Regions from separate parts of the Zea mays genome. Here region 2 is linked to region 1. Evidence: chromatin contacts called from public Hi-C data. All regions are on one chromosome and are shown on one strand. Each heading gives the region's core, a stretch centred on a gene start, on an enhancer-like site or on the middle of the called end of the contact. The rest is flanking DNA. Distances are from core to core; before and after follow the strand shown.

The links. A called contact is a pair of places that touch in the nucleus more often than the background predicts.
Region 2: a Hi-C map of tassel shows a contact between it and region 1, with 1.9 times the contacts expected there. The contact joins the promoter of LOC100383529 here to the promoter of LOC100275119 in region 1. A contact is called at or near these places in 4 of 25 Hi-C or Micro-C datasets (ear, endosperm, leaf and 1 more).

The regions. Positions count from the first base shown.
Region 1 is chr7:173,900,721-173,907,757 of Zm-B73-REFERENCE-NAM-5.0, reverse strand. It overlaps LOC100275119, which reads left to right and starts at 4,713. Exons shown (of 3, transcript NM_001149782.2): 1 at 4,713-4,855; 2 at 5,808-5,889; 3 at 6,239-7,037. The coding sequence starts at 4,844.
Region 2 is chr7:174,064,491-174,070,686 of Zm-B73-REFERENCE-NAM-5.0, reverse strand. It overlaps LOC100383529 (Acidic leucine-rich nuclear phosphoprotein 32-related protein), which reads right to left and starts at 1,950. Exons shown (of 2, transcript NM_001176177.1): 1 at 679-1,950. The coding sequence starts at 1,872.

The DNA of each region.
Region 1 (7,037 bases), core at 3,464-5,963:
GGTTGAAGAGCCAAGTAGAACGGAGTCGTTATGTCCCAGTTTTATTGTTGTTTGGTTACAAAGTAACTAGAATAGAGTGGCTCCAATTAGAGAATATTCTCCTCAGATCCGGAACCATCACACTCCAAAAAAATCAATGGGACGGAGTCGCTCCGTTTCCAGCCCGCTCGCACAGCTCGCCCTCCCATCTGTGCGCAGCAGCTCGCGCGTCTCCCTCTGCAACCAAACAAAAAAACAGAGCCGCTCTATTCCAGTCTACTCTGCAACCAAACAAAAAACATAATCGCTACGTTACAGCTTACCAAACACAGAACAGAGCGACTCCGTTCCTAGAATTAAGGATGGAACGACATCATTCTACTTAGCTCTTGAACCAAACGCTATCTTAAAGCAGTGAAATAAGAGCGCGGCGACATAGTGAAAAATAGTCGTAGCGCTCCTCGCGTACGTACTAGCAATACGTTCGTCCATGCTTCTCACAGTTATTGCTGATCAACTCCACAAGCGAGACGGCAACGGCTATGCTCTTGCTATATATAGATTTTGCTAACGGTCCATTAGTCCAAAGGTTTATTAGCATCTATATGGATCATGATTGCCTCCTGAAATATATATATATATATATATATATATATATATATATATATATATATATATATATATATATATATATATTACTGTACACCTAGTAAAAGTTTTTGCTCTCTATTTTTAATCCGTGTTGATTTGTTTTCGATCCGCCAATAATTAAAAACAACTCTGACTTCAAATTTCTCTTTAGTCTATTTAGGGTCTGTTTGGCACTGCTTCAATTCATTGCCATGCAGCACTATCACAGAGCTGGCCGGCTCCAACTTAAAAAAAAAACAAAGTGAAGAAGTCAGATGAGGCATAATAGATTTGGGGCGCTCCAATGCTACAGTGAGAGCCGTCGAAACCCCTCCAGACAGGGCCTCTTATCTTATGTTGCATCCGCTCCAGTTTGCTGCACGAGTTGAGCCATTACGAAACCCACTCCAGTTGAGAGTTGGGACGACGGCAAATCCCCGACTGGGCCATGCCGCTCGATCATTCGTCCATCTCCCCGTTCCCACACAGCTCCAATTCCATTGCCGTCGTCCACCGGTAGCTAGTTGCATCCGCCACTCGCCAGCATGGAATCAATCAAATCGAGGGACTCTGTGTGCGTGCGTTCTCGAAGCGTCCGTAGGCCCGTGGGCAGTCCAGTTGTTTACCTCAACAAAATAACTCGGCTTTGTAGGCTGTCCCGTGCAACTAAGCACCCTACAGTTTTTTTATTAAAAAAACTGACTTATAGGAATTGAGGTGGTTCCAAACATATTAGTTTAGAACTTAGTCTGTAGAAGTTAGATTCTCAGTTTCTTAAAAATCAAAAAGTTGGTCTCTCTAGCTAGTAAAACATAAAGACCGGTTTCTTAAAAACTAGTTTGCTTTCAAACATACAGGGTATAAAGCTTCCGGTACTATTTTCCCATGGGGTCCTGCTCCGTCTCGGTGCAACGATGCGTACGTAGGACTACGCTGTACTGTATGTGCAGTCCGAGAGACTCTTCTCATCTTCTGCTTCTATATATGGCCCTATGGGGGTGTGGATGTGGACCACGCACTGACTGAATATCCAGGCTATGGAAGATCAATACCAGTGCTCGTACTACTACTCCGTAAGTGGTAGTAGTACTGCTACTGAAGTAGCTAGCGTAAGGATGAGTGCGAGTTCGATAGGTTTCAGCGTTTGCTTGACGTCTACTAGCTCATTAGTTTATCCAACGAGCCTCGCCTCGCCTCGGCTTCGTGCTCGCCGCTAAAAATTGTATCGTGCACCGTATTCCGGGATCCTGCTTCCTTCCCAGACTTCCCAGTCCCGCCTTCTCTCTCGGCCGATGAATCTCACGGCCACGGCCGCGGTGCATGCATCCACATCAACCAACCAACGCAACGCACCGGCGCCTTTTTACTCTAGGAGTCCGCACGCTCTGCGCCGGCACATCACCGCCAGTCCGGCTGCCTGTTCTGTAGACTGCAGTCCGCCGCGTGGTGGATCAGGTTAAAATGTCTGCAGGTGACGCCGTAGTAGCCCGTACCATAAATCCATAATGGCCTCTCGTCTGATCGTCTCTGCTCCTCTGAAAGCGAGGTCTCGCCCGCCTTCCCCGATACCCTTTCCCTGGCGCTTTTCGCGGCCCTTTCTTCTGGCGTCATTAATCATCCAGCTTTGTCCCTTCTCTTCACAGGCGCACAGTGCTCTTCTGCTCACTCACTCTCTTTCCGCAGCTTAGCTCCCTGACCATGCGTGCTCCCCCTTCCATTAGAGCTGCTGTGGGTGTGGGGGCAGACGTATACTTGAGGTGGGTGTAACCAACGGGAATTCGGAACCATCCGCGTTGTTTAATTGTTAGGTATGCCACTAAAGAGTAGTGGAGCCAATCATCGATCGAGAAGGAGGAGTACGCCTGCTGGCGCTATTAGCATAGAACAGAACTGTGAGGCGTACGTCGTATCGGGTGATCACTGACGTGAAAGCTCAGCAGTTGTTTTTGATCCAGTGCGCCAGAGAGTCGATCTTATTTTACTAGTACACGTAAACTGAAGACGGCAGAGAGAGGGTTGCGTGCGTACTCCCGATCCGATGCATTGGATTGTATTGGATTGGATTGGATGGTGGGTGGGGCGACTGGAGGTACGTGCGTACTGCGTGCGTGCAGCGTGCTCTCGCGGCCTGCAGCTGAAATGGACGGGCCACCGGAACGAGCACTCTCACACGCACGGTCCTCCGGCTGCCCTCGCGCCAGGCACCGACACCGGCTCGACTCAAGCGAGGTGGAGGCGGAGGTGGAGGGAGCGTGTTAGGTGAGCGCGGTCACGATGCCGCCGGTGGGTCACAGCGTGCTGGCGTGGCGGCCGCATCGCTTGCGCACTCACTCACGCGCGCGTGCCCCGCTCCGCCCCGCCCCGCCGCAGTTTTTTTTTTCAACGCCCACCAGCTCGGCGACCCGGCGTCGAATTCTATCACTCGTGTTTTTGGTGGTTTTCCTCGCGGGCCAGCCAGCTAGCCGCGGCGGCGGCGTCCTTGCGCGCGGGCAAGCTACAGCCTCCAGCGGCCCCCCCTGCCACTCTCTGGTCGCATTCCGCGTCCCGAACAGGGTCGGCGGCGTCCGTTCTGAGATTCTTCACGCTCCTTCATGCCATTGCCATGTGAGTGAAGGAGGCCACGGAGCATAGACGCGGCAGAGGAAGCTGCAGTCCTCTGTTCTCAGGACGCGGGAAGGTTCCGCCGCATTTTACGTAGGAGTGCATACCAAAAAAAAAATATTCCGGGTGCGGATCATTACGACGAATGGCGAATGAGTTGTGCAGCACTCTGGAGTACGCAGACGGCCGCGCCCACTTTTCCTCTGTTCGAGATTGCTACGCCGACGCAAAAAAGGGATTTGCCAGGAGCAGTTTGTTATCGTGCAGTTGTTGGCCTAATCCCGCGATCCGGGTCACGTTTTCGCTTCACCCCGGACTCCAGGCTCACCTTGCCATTGCCACCAACAGGCGCATAAACAAAAACCACCACCAGCAGCCGCAGCAGCAGCATCAGGGCGCGAGGCTGAACCAAACGCCCGCACAAAATGAAGCAACCACACCCCCGGTTTGGCAGTGCTCACCACCTCTGAAATCATAATGATTTTCTGGTAAGCTGTCACGCACACAGGACTCTAAAAGCCCTCCCCTTTTTTTTCCTCTGTCAGAATGGAACTGGTCCGTAGAACACAAAAGGTGCTAGTAATGTTGAGTTGGCCGAACATATATACTCTAATATTAGATTAGAGAACTCGAAAAGAAGACGCCATTTCTGACGGGCAACGCCATGCATCCCCGGGCGCCCGCGCCCCCAGGCGGAGCGCCACGCAGCCTGCTGCTGCTGCTGGCTAGGGACAAACAATGCCGCACCCGCCTGTGCTGGTTGCGGCGGTCTCTAGCGTCCAGTCCACCGCTGATACCCTGAACTGAAACCTCACCACCACCGCGGCGGCTCCAAAAGCCCAAAGCTCCCCAATGAAAGAGGCGCCGCCAAGTGAGGTGTAAGTAACTATGAATAGACATATATAACTATGAACTACTAGTACTCCTTCCGTCGTATAACAAGCACACTTCTGGTGTTCGAAATATACCCCGAAATAAATGCGTACATTTATCATGGATTAGCCAACTTGCCTTTTTTTTTGCAGAGGTGTGGTGTGACGATAATTCCACTGACAGCATTCGCCACCACTTCAACTAAAACTGCACTTGTTTTCATACGAAGGGAGGGAGTACTACTTACTAGTATTGCTCTACCCTGCCAGCTCCCAGCTGTATGCTACTACTACTCATTTGTCTTCAAAGTCTTTACCATTATAATGTGCGTGTCGTGTGCGCCGTGCCATTTTCATTTCAGAAAACGTTTTTGGTCGAGCGTCGCGGCAGTCGTGTGTCTGTGCGCCCAATGCCCCCACCGACTGGCAAGGCACTGGACTCGCGCCCTCGCCACATGCGGCACGGCCGCACAGCTAATAATAGGGGGGTCAAAGGGTCCGCGCGGACCAGGGGCCCATGCGTCGGTGGCCCGGGGGGTTGGTGCTTAGGACGCACTGCGTGCGGCGCGCAGCTCAGGCTCCCGTTTTAAAGCGCCGCACCCGCACCCACCGCCCTCCTCCTCTGTGCTAGACTGTCATCATCCCTTCCTCCTTCCCCACGCGTACACACACTCCCGCGGCAGCCACCATCCCGGAGCTCGAGACCAGCGGCACCAGGCCAGGAGGGTGACGGCCCGGCGACTCAGTCGAGCGCCACTCCCATGGCGGACAAGGTAAGAGGACACGAACGCCTACGGTGCTTTCTCTACCTGTTCCCTCGCTTGTGCTTCCCGGAGGCGGGGTTCCTCTGCGCGATGAGCCCGTGCCGATCGTCTCTTGCCTGTGCTGCGCTCTCGGTAGAAATCTTCGTGTCTTGGTTGTTGTTGTTTTGCTACTATGGAAGAACTGCAATTGTGCGACCCTCGGTGGTTCAGTTCAATCGCGTCTAACGATCTCCGTTCTAGACTCTTTATTTTCCCCCCTCATTTTTTCAGATACATGTCATTGTGTGTTCGGTTATGAATTGAGCTGTTCAGGACAGAGTCTAGCAGTAGAGTGTAAAAAAACGGCCATTTTTTTTCTTCTGCTGATTAATATACGAGAAAACTTGTTCAGAGATCCAGGACATACAAACCCCAGAGTGAACTTCGATACGGACACTCTAGAAACCTTATTGGAGTTAGCTTCGGTAGTTTAGTACGTACTCAACCAGAGGGGCAGAGGGTATGGCGAGTGAAGTACAGAGCAAGCAAATGTTCCCTGGCCCTCTTCTGACCAGAATCCATTTCCCCAGCGCAGCCCCAACCACTTTCATGCCGAGGCGACGAAGGCGCACGTCCGGTTTTGTCCATTTGTCCGGTTTTCGGGTTTTTTTCCACACGGTCTTTTCGAAACCCTTCGCTACTGTCGTTTTCGCATTTGTCACCGTCTTTTTTCAAACATAGGATTCATGAGTCACCCGTCTTTTTTTCCCCCTGCCTTTTGTTTTGGTCCAGTTCGTGCCCATTGCGTAAGCAAGTGTTTTTAGTAACTAGTACTATATCGTGAGTTCATTGTATCAGGCACTCCTGCTGTGTCATCCTGAATAAAAACTTGACAACTGGTTGTTGTACACAGTTGGATCTGCTTCCAGTAATAGTACTCTGCATTCATTTGCCGCCAATTAATCCCTCGATCTCTCTGCAGATCTCCACGATCGTCCTCAAGGTTGACCTTGAATGCGAGAGATGCTACAGGAAGATCAGAAAAGTCCTCTGCAAGATCCAAGGTGCGGTCCACTATTGTACTAGTACTAGTCTACTACCGCTGCCATCACATCAGTTCATCACCATTCGCTCAACGAACGGACCTGTTTCAGTGCCCCCTGGTCCTTGTAACCTCGCTGACACGTGGGCCCGCTGCCATCACATGCCCCTGCATGAGCGTTCACCTGGCCAGGCCAGTTGCTCGGCGCACCTGTCAGCAGAGAGTTTACAACTGTTTTGTGTGTTTTTTTATATATTATTACTATTAATTATTAACCTACTGCTACTGTTCTGTGCTGCTGATTGATTGACGGTACATGGGCATGAGCATGGCTGATTGATTCTGATTGGTTCGGGTTGCCGCTTGCGCAGACAAGATGAACATCAAGACGATCTCGTTCGACGAGAAGAGCAATGCCGTGACCATCTCCGGGCCGTTCGACGCCGACACGGTCTGCAACAAGCTCTGCTGCAAGGCCGGCCGGGTCATCAAGGCGATGGACGTCAAGGGCAAGGACAAGGACGGCGGCAAGGCCGGGAAGGAGGGCGGCGGCGACAAGCCCAAGGACGCCGGCAAACCGGCGGCGGCCGAGAAGGACGCAGGCAAGGCCGGGAAGGAGGGCGGCGCCAAGGCGGAGAAGAAGGAGGAGAAGGCCGAGAAGAAGAAGGAGGAGAAGGCCGATAAGAAGGAGGGGGGCAAGGGCGACAAGGAGGCGAAGCCGGCGGAGAAGGGCAACAAGGACGGGAAGGCGGAGGCCAAGAAGGTGAAGTTCGCCGAGGTCCCCGCGGCGGACGCGAAGCCCGGCAAGGCCATGCCGCCCGGCATGACCAAGGCCGACCTGGGCCCGCTCCTGGAGAAGATGATGGCGGCCAAGGCCGGGTCCGAGCCGCAGCCGATCGCGCCGCCGCCGGGCGCCGCGCAGGGCGTGGCCGTGCCGTCCGTCTGGCCCGCGCCCGCCGGGTCCGTGTCCGGCTACGGCTACGGCTACAACCCAGGCTACGAGGCGCCGCCGCCGCCGTCCTACTACGCCGCTGGCGCCGGGGGCGGCTACGGCTGCGGCTGCGGCGGCTACAACGGCTACTGCCGGTGCGGCAAGCCGGCCGCGCCCGGGCCCGGCGGGTACTACGGCGTGCCGGTGTACGATAGCCAGGGGTGGTACTACGGCGGTGG
Region 2 (6,196 bases), core at 701-3,200, 170 kb before region 1:
TCTTAAACAGTAATATGGACAAGAGTGCAAAAATACAGTTGCATTGCACGAAGGGGGATATCCTAAAAATTCTAACCTCACTAAAACAGGAATAATTCACAACAGACGCATGCCAAAAAAATATGCATAAACAGATAATAGCCAAAAGGCTCTTTAAACCAAATGCATCAAGATCTATGATTGCCAAATGTAAATGCACACGAGCTAATCATCCAGCAGATCATAGACAAACAAATAAAATTTACAGACTTCCAAAACCAACATACTAATACCCCAGTCATTGTCATTTTAGGCCATACCACCATATCTACAGTTCACTAGGTATAAAAAGTTCAGATTTACCAGCACTGACTATACGCAGATAGAAGTTATAATAAAATTATTAAACCGCAGGAAAATATGCTATAGATGTGTTCAGCAACCGCCACGGTGCTCTACAGCTCTCCCGGATGATCCTAGGCAGCTCACTAGCAGATACAAGAGCAACACCGTGACAAATTAATTTCGCTAAGAGCCAACTTTCACAATACTATACTAAAAAAACAAAATGCATGTTATGTCATCTGCAGTGATATAAACAAATAGATAACCGTAAAAAGATTAACAACTGAGTAAACAGGAAATTGCAATAAATGGAAAAGCACTTGAAACGCCTGCAAGAAAATCAATGTGATATACCTCATCATCCGCATCTGCGTCGTCTTCGTCGTCATCATTCCCCACCTCCAATCCCTCCTCATCCTCTTCACCAATCTCACCATTTTCATCCTCATCGTCCCCTTCTCCATGTTCATGCCCATCTATCTCTTCTCCTTCATCCTCGCCTGTCATCATGGCAACCCTACCACTGCTCTGTGGCTCCGCCTCTTCACCTTCATCCTCAACCTCCTCCTCTTCTTCATCATCTTCGTCCTCATCCTCTTCTTCCTCATCCTCCTCCACGCCATCTTCCTCCTCGTCACTACTTGGTACATCATGCACCTCCACAACAGCATCCTCGTCATCAACATCCTCATCAATCTCCTCCCCCAAATCCTCCTCCTCAAAGTCATCGTCGTCGTCGTCATCTTCCTCCACGTCCTCATCCTCCTCGCCACGGGCTTCGCCAGCAGCCGCGACACGAAACCCGTTTGCGCCATGGCTGTGCTCGACACCACCGTTCGGGATGACCTCGTCAGCGTCGCTCTCCTCCTCGTCCACATCGATCACCCCATTCACCTCCACCGGGTGCGAGGGCACGCCCGCGCGCGCATGGGCGACGCCGCCGTTCGCTACCTCGCCGCTCCCAGGGTCTTCCTCGTCTTCTTCATCTTCGTCATCATCGTCGCCATCGCCCTCGCCATCGCCCTCGCCGTCGTCATCGTCGTCATCGGACTCGGGGCGCTCGTTCTCGTCGGCATCCATCTTGTCCAGGTATTTGAGCGTCCGGATCATCTCGAAGACCCTGGATCTGTAGTCCTTGACACGGGTAACGGGGCACTCGTAGAGGTCGAGCGAGACGAGGCGCAGGTCGGCGAGTGGCGCGAGGTCGTCAACGTCCTGGATGCGGTTGTTGCTGAGGTCGAGGTCCCGCAGCGAGGACAGGCCAGCGGCGACGAGGTGGTCGAGACCGCCGGCGATGCGGTTGTCGGAGAGGGTGAGCCGCGTGAGGTTCCGCAGCCGCGGGAAACCCTCGAGCGACGTGACCCCGACGCCAGCGATCGAAAGGTGCTCCAGGCTCTGGTGCCGCTCCAGTATCTCTGCCGCCGGCAGCCGCCCGTGCGTGCACTTGACGGCGCCGTCAAGCGTCAGGCTCCGCGCCGGCGACGAGCTCCCCTCGCCGCCGGCGTGCAGCGCCGCCTCCACCGCCCGCTCCCATGCCTCGTCCACCATCTCTTCTTCCCCCTTCTGCCAGTAATAAATTATTAATTGTTTTTTTTCCACGGAAGTGTTTGGATGCGAGGGGATTTGAAATACAGAGTGATCTTATACGGGGTGGGTGTTTTCCTCGCCATTGGGGGAAGAGGGGAGCGGTTCACGGGGCGCGCCCTGGACCAGGCGCAGGGAGGTTGGCTAGTGGGTCTCGCGCGCGGCCAATGCGAGTGCTCGGATCGAGAGGCGCGGATCGCTGACGTGGCGGTATCCGAGGGGCGTGTGTTTCTTTTGAGAGGGGGTGGGTGGAGAGCGGGCCGGAGAGCGGGAGAGACGTGGTGGGCTGGATGATGCCAAAAGCATCTTTTTCTCCTGCCTTGTTTTTCTTTTTTTTTCGTCTCTGTTTTTTTAGCACGAGATATTATTAGTTAATTGCTGGGCCCAGGCGTACCTCGGGTTTGGGTATTGGACATCACTGACAGAGCTGGCCAAGATATATGGGCCCACAGTGGAAGTGGCTTGATAGCAAACAGTTCAGAAATAGACAGCTCTGAGCCGAGTACCGTGCGATTACATCGAGGCAGCGTAGGCCGTCGGATTGGTGTGGACTTGCGTCTAGTTTCTTCTGCCTACCCTTTACCCGGTGCGGTGGAGTAGAGGGCCGCGCAGACTGGCAGTGGGGCCCCCGGAGGGCGGCTGGCCCTGACAGTTTGGCACTAGTTGATGTGGATCCGGCTCAGCGTTGGACTGGTCTGCAGTGGCGACGGTTTGGGGAACACGGCACGTCCCGGGTTGAGAGTTGAGAGTTGAGAGGATCTTTGCAGGGGTGTTATAAAATATTATATTTGTGATCAATTCAAGGGGTGCGACAGATGATTCTTAAGGATACATTTTTTGACAATGTACTCCTTCATATATATATAAATATAATCTCTGTTGTAATAAAGGAAAAACTGTCATTTGCACTATTCTCTCGAATCTCGTTTTCACTGAACTGTAATACGTTATCAGCACTGCTCGTGATAACAGAGAGAAGTTGCGGTTGGAGGGAAGAACAGAAGGGGAAGAACACTCGCTGTTTTTGACAAGATTGGAGGGCTCGGCCTCTAGAACGACAGGAATGTATGGAATCTATCGTTCCTCTTTGCGCTCGGCCTCTAGTACTTTGTTGTGTCGCAGGTTACCAAGATAATTAGAGACGAGGGGGCAGGTTGTTGTGCTTGCAAGTATCTGTTGCAGATGTTGTTCATGCCTAATGTTGATGCCCCTTTTTTCATACTGTTGTGTTTGGATGGTGTACCACCACTGTTTTACAACAGTTTGGCCCTTGGAATTGCTACTGCTAAAACTTCGTTCCTCTGAGAAGACCTTTTGTTTTTGCATTCCCAACCGAGACAGCGAAGTACTTGTATTATTACATTGTGTTTGTAACATATGTATTTGGTGTAGGAAAATAAAGAAACTGCATTGCCCGTTCTTGTTCCATCCGTATTTCATTATTTGTTGAGGACCTGCTTGCGATCTTTCTCAATTTTGGTGTCTTTTTTACTGTTGTATCTCACACGGTTGAATCACGAAGGCCCAATCTTTGAAACGTCTGTCACATGTTTAAATGTTTGAAAATTTAATGGTTCTATGCATTCATAATTGGTATAAATCTTAGGGTTGGGAATCAGATACGTTCTATATACGTAGCCAAATCAGCTTTTGTTACAAGAAAAATACAATACAATATCGCTACTGCGCTTCAGATGCTTGAAAAAGTATTAGGGTTTCAAGTGACTCGCTTGTGCTCCATGAAGTTAGAAAATTGCCAATCTACCTTGTTTGGTTTGTTTGGAATTGCTGAAAACGCACCATTGTATTAGGTTTGTTCTTTTCAACTGCTAGTGAGGTTTTAGGCATTGTGTCATTAAAGGTATTTAGTATGAGCTGCAGACACCGTACTTGAGCACCAACTGGGCAATACAAAGTCGTCAGACGCAATCATGCATGTCATCCACCTCTGCATGAGCTACAGACTCGTGAACTACAAGCCTTAATCACAGTCACACCTACAGTCCAAAATAAATGCTCAACCAACCAACCCACACTGCTCCTACGTCGTGCTATATCAATGCATTGGACCATTTTACAATTTAGTTTTAAATATTTTCTAATGATAAAAGGTTTTGATGGAGCCAGTCGTATTGAACCGTGAAAGAGTTGCATTGGACAAGAAAAAAGGATGGCTATGTAAGTTATATTATAAACAATAGTTAACACAAGATTTTGCTATCAAATTTATGAATGTTATTTAGTCGCATGTTTAATATAGCTTCAAGTTGTTCGACGACTATAGCGATACATATTTTTATGGGCTACAACGGAAGTATAGTATTGTCGCTCGAGTTGAAGTTAAATTCCCGATGGAACCACGTTATCGTGACAGGCAACATTACATTTTGTGTGACATCAATGCAAGACTCATACAAGCGCGGAATAGTGTGCTGATGGGGCACAAGGGTAACACATGCTCAGGTCTTAACTTGTTTAGCTTCCGAGCAAACTTTCTCCATACCTCCAAGAAACTATAAGATTCGATCAGATATGTGTCGATGCTCATCTCAGCGTACTCCCGTTGCAACGCACGGACACACACCTAGTAAAATATTATATTTGTGATCAATTCAAGGGGTGCGACAGATGATTCTCAAGGGATACATCTTTTGAGAATGCACTCCTTCATATGTATATAAATATAATCTCTGTTGTAATAAAGGAACAACTGTTATTTGCACTATTCTCTCGAATCTCGTTTTCACTGAACTGTAATACGTTATCAGCACTGCTCGTGAGAACTGAGAGAAGTTGCGGTTGGAGGGAAGAACAGAAGGGGAAGAACACTCGCTGTTTTTGACAAGATTGGAGGGCTCGGCCTCTAGAACAACAGGAATGTATGGAATCTATCATTCCTCTTTGCGTTCGTCGTTTGAGTGAAGAACTTAAGGGGTGTTTGGTTTGATAAATCACTCCATCCAAAATGAGATGGTGCATCATGGGTCCATTCCAAATTTGGTGGGATGACCACATTCCCCATATTAGTACTAACTAACTATGAGTGATGAGGTGGTGATGGATCAAATCATTCCATTCCACAAACCAAACAAAAAAATAAGGAGTGGGAAAATAATGGACTAGCTTATTCCTCAAACCAAACACATAGTTAGTGACGTCGATGACGTTGTCCGACGACGATCGGCCATGGCGGTTCGCACCTGCTCGGGAGCGGTCGTAACTACATGGGCGCGCTCGCCGGCATGAGCGTGACCCGGCGCAGGCGCTCGGCCCCGGACCGGGCGCGCGTCCCTGGCCACAGGCACTCGGCCCAGCGTGGCGTGCGGCACGAGTGCACGGCCTCGACCACGGGCGCTCGGATCCTCTGCGCGAGTGAGCGCGACCCGGCCACGCGGGCCGTCGGCGCGGATTCGACAACGGCGGGCGTGGCCGGCCTCGGCCTCGGCCACCCAACGGCGCGGGCACACGGCACCAGCCACGGGCGCGGCCCTGGCGGCGGCACTGAAAGTCGTCTAGAGGGAGGGTGAATAGGCGAAACCTGAAATTTATAAACTTTAAACACACACTAAGGCTGGGGTTAGCGTTCGAATTAAATGGGAGTGTGGAAGATTGTTTCTCTTGCTAGGAGTTGCTCAAATTGATGGGTATAACTTTGGAAGCAAACTCAAATCAATATTAGTAAGGAAACCTTAGAGAGAGGAAATAGGGAAAACAAATCAATCAAGAACAACAAGTGAACACGGTGATTTGTTTTACCGAGGTTTGGTTCCAAAGAACCTAGTCTCCGCTGAGGAGGCCACAAAGGTCGGGTCTATTCCAACCATTTCTCTCTCTCAATCGGTCACACAGACCAGCCGAGGCTTCTTCTTAATCACTTGGGTCACTAAGACCCCGCAAGGATCACCACACACTTAGGTGTCTCTTGCTAGCTTTACAAAGCACTTAGAGAATTAAGAATAGAAAGGAGAAAGCAATCCAAGCAACAAGAGCAACAAAAAGAACACAAAACAACCTCTTCTCAAGTCACCAATGAATTGAGTTGATTTTGAGACCTGGAGAAGATTTGATTTTTTGAATGTGTCTTGGAGTGAATGCTATTGCTCTTGTATTGAATATGAACTTCAGAAAACTTGGATGCCATTGAAAGAGGTGGTTGGGGGTGTTTATAGCCTCCAACTACTTCCTAGTCGTTGGCTGTTTTTGCTATCGATGGGCACACCGGACAGTCCAGTGGAGCACTGAATAGGGCATTGTTCACTCTCTGGTGCGTGCCACATCAACACATCGT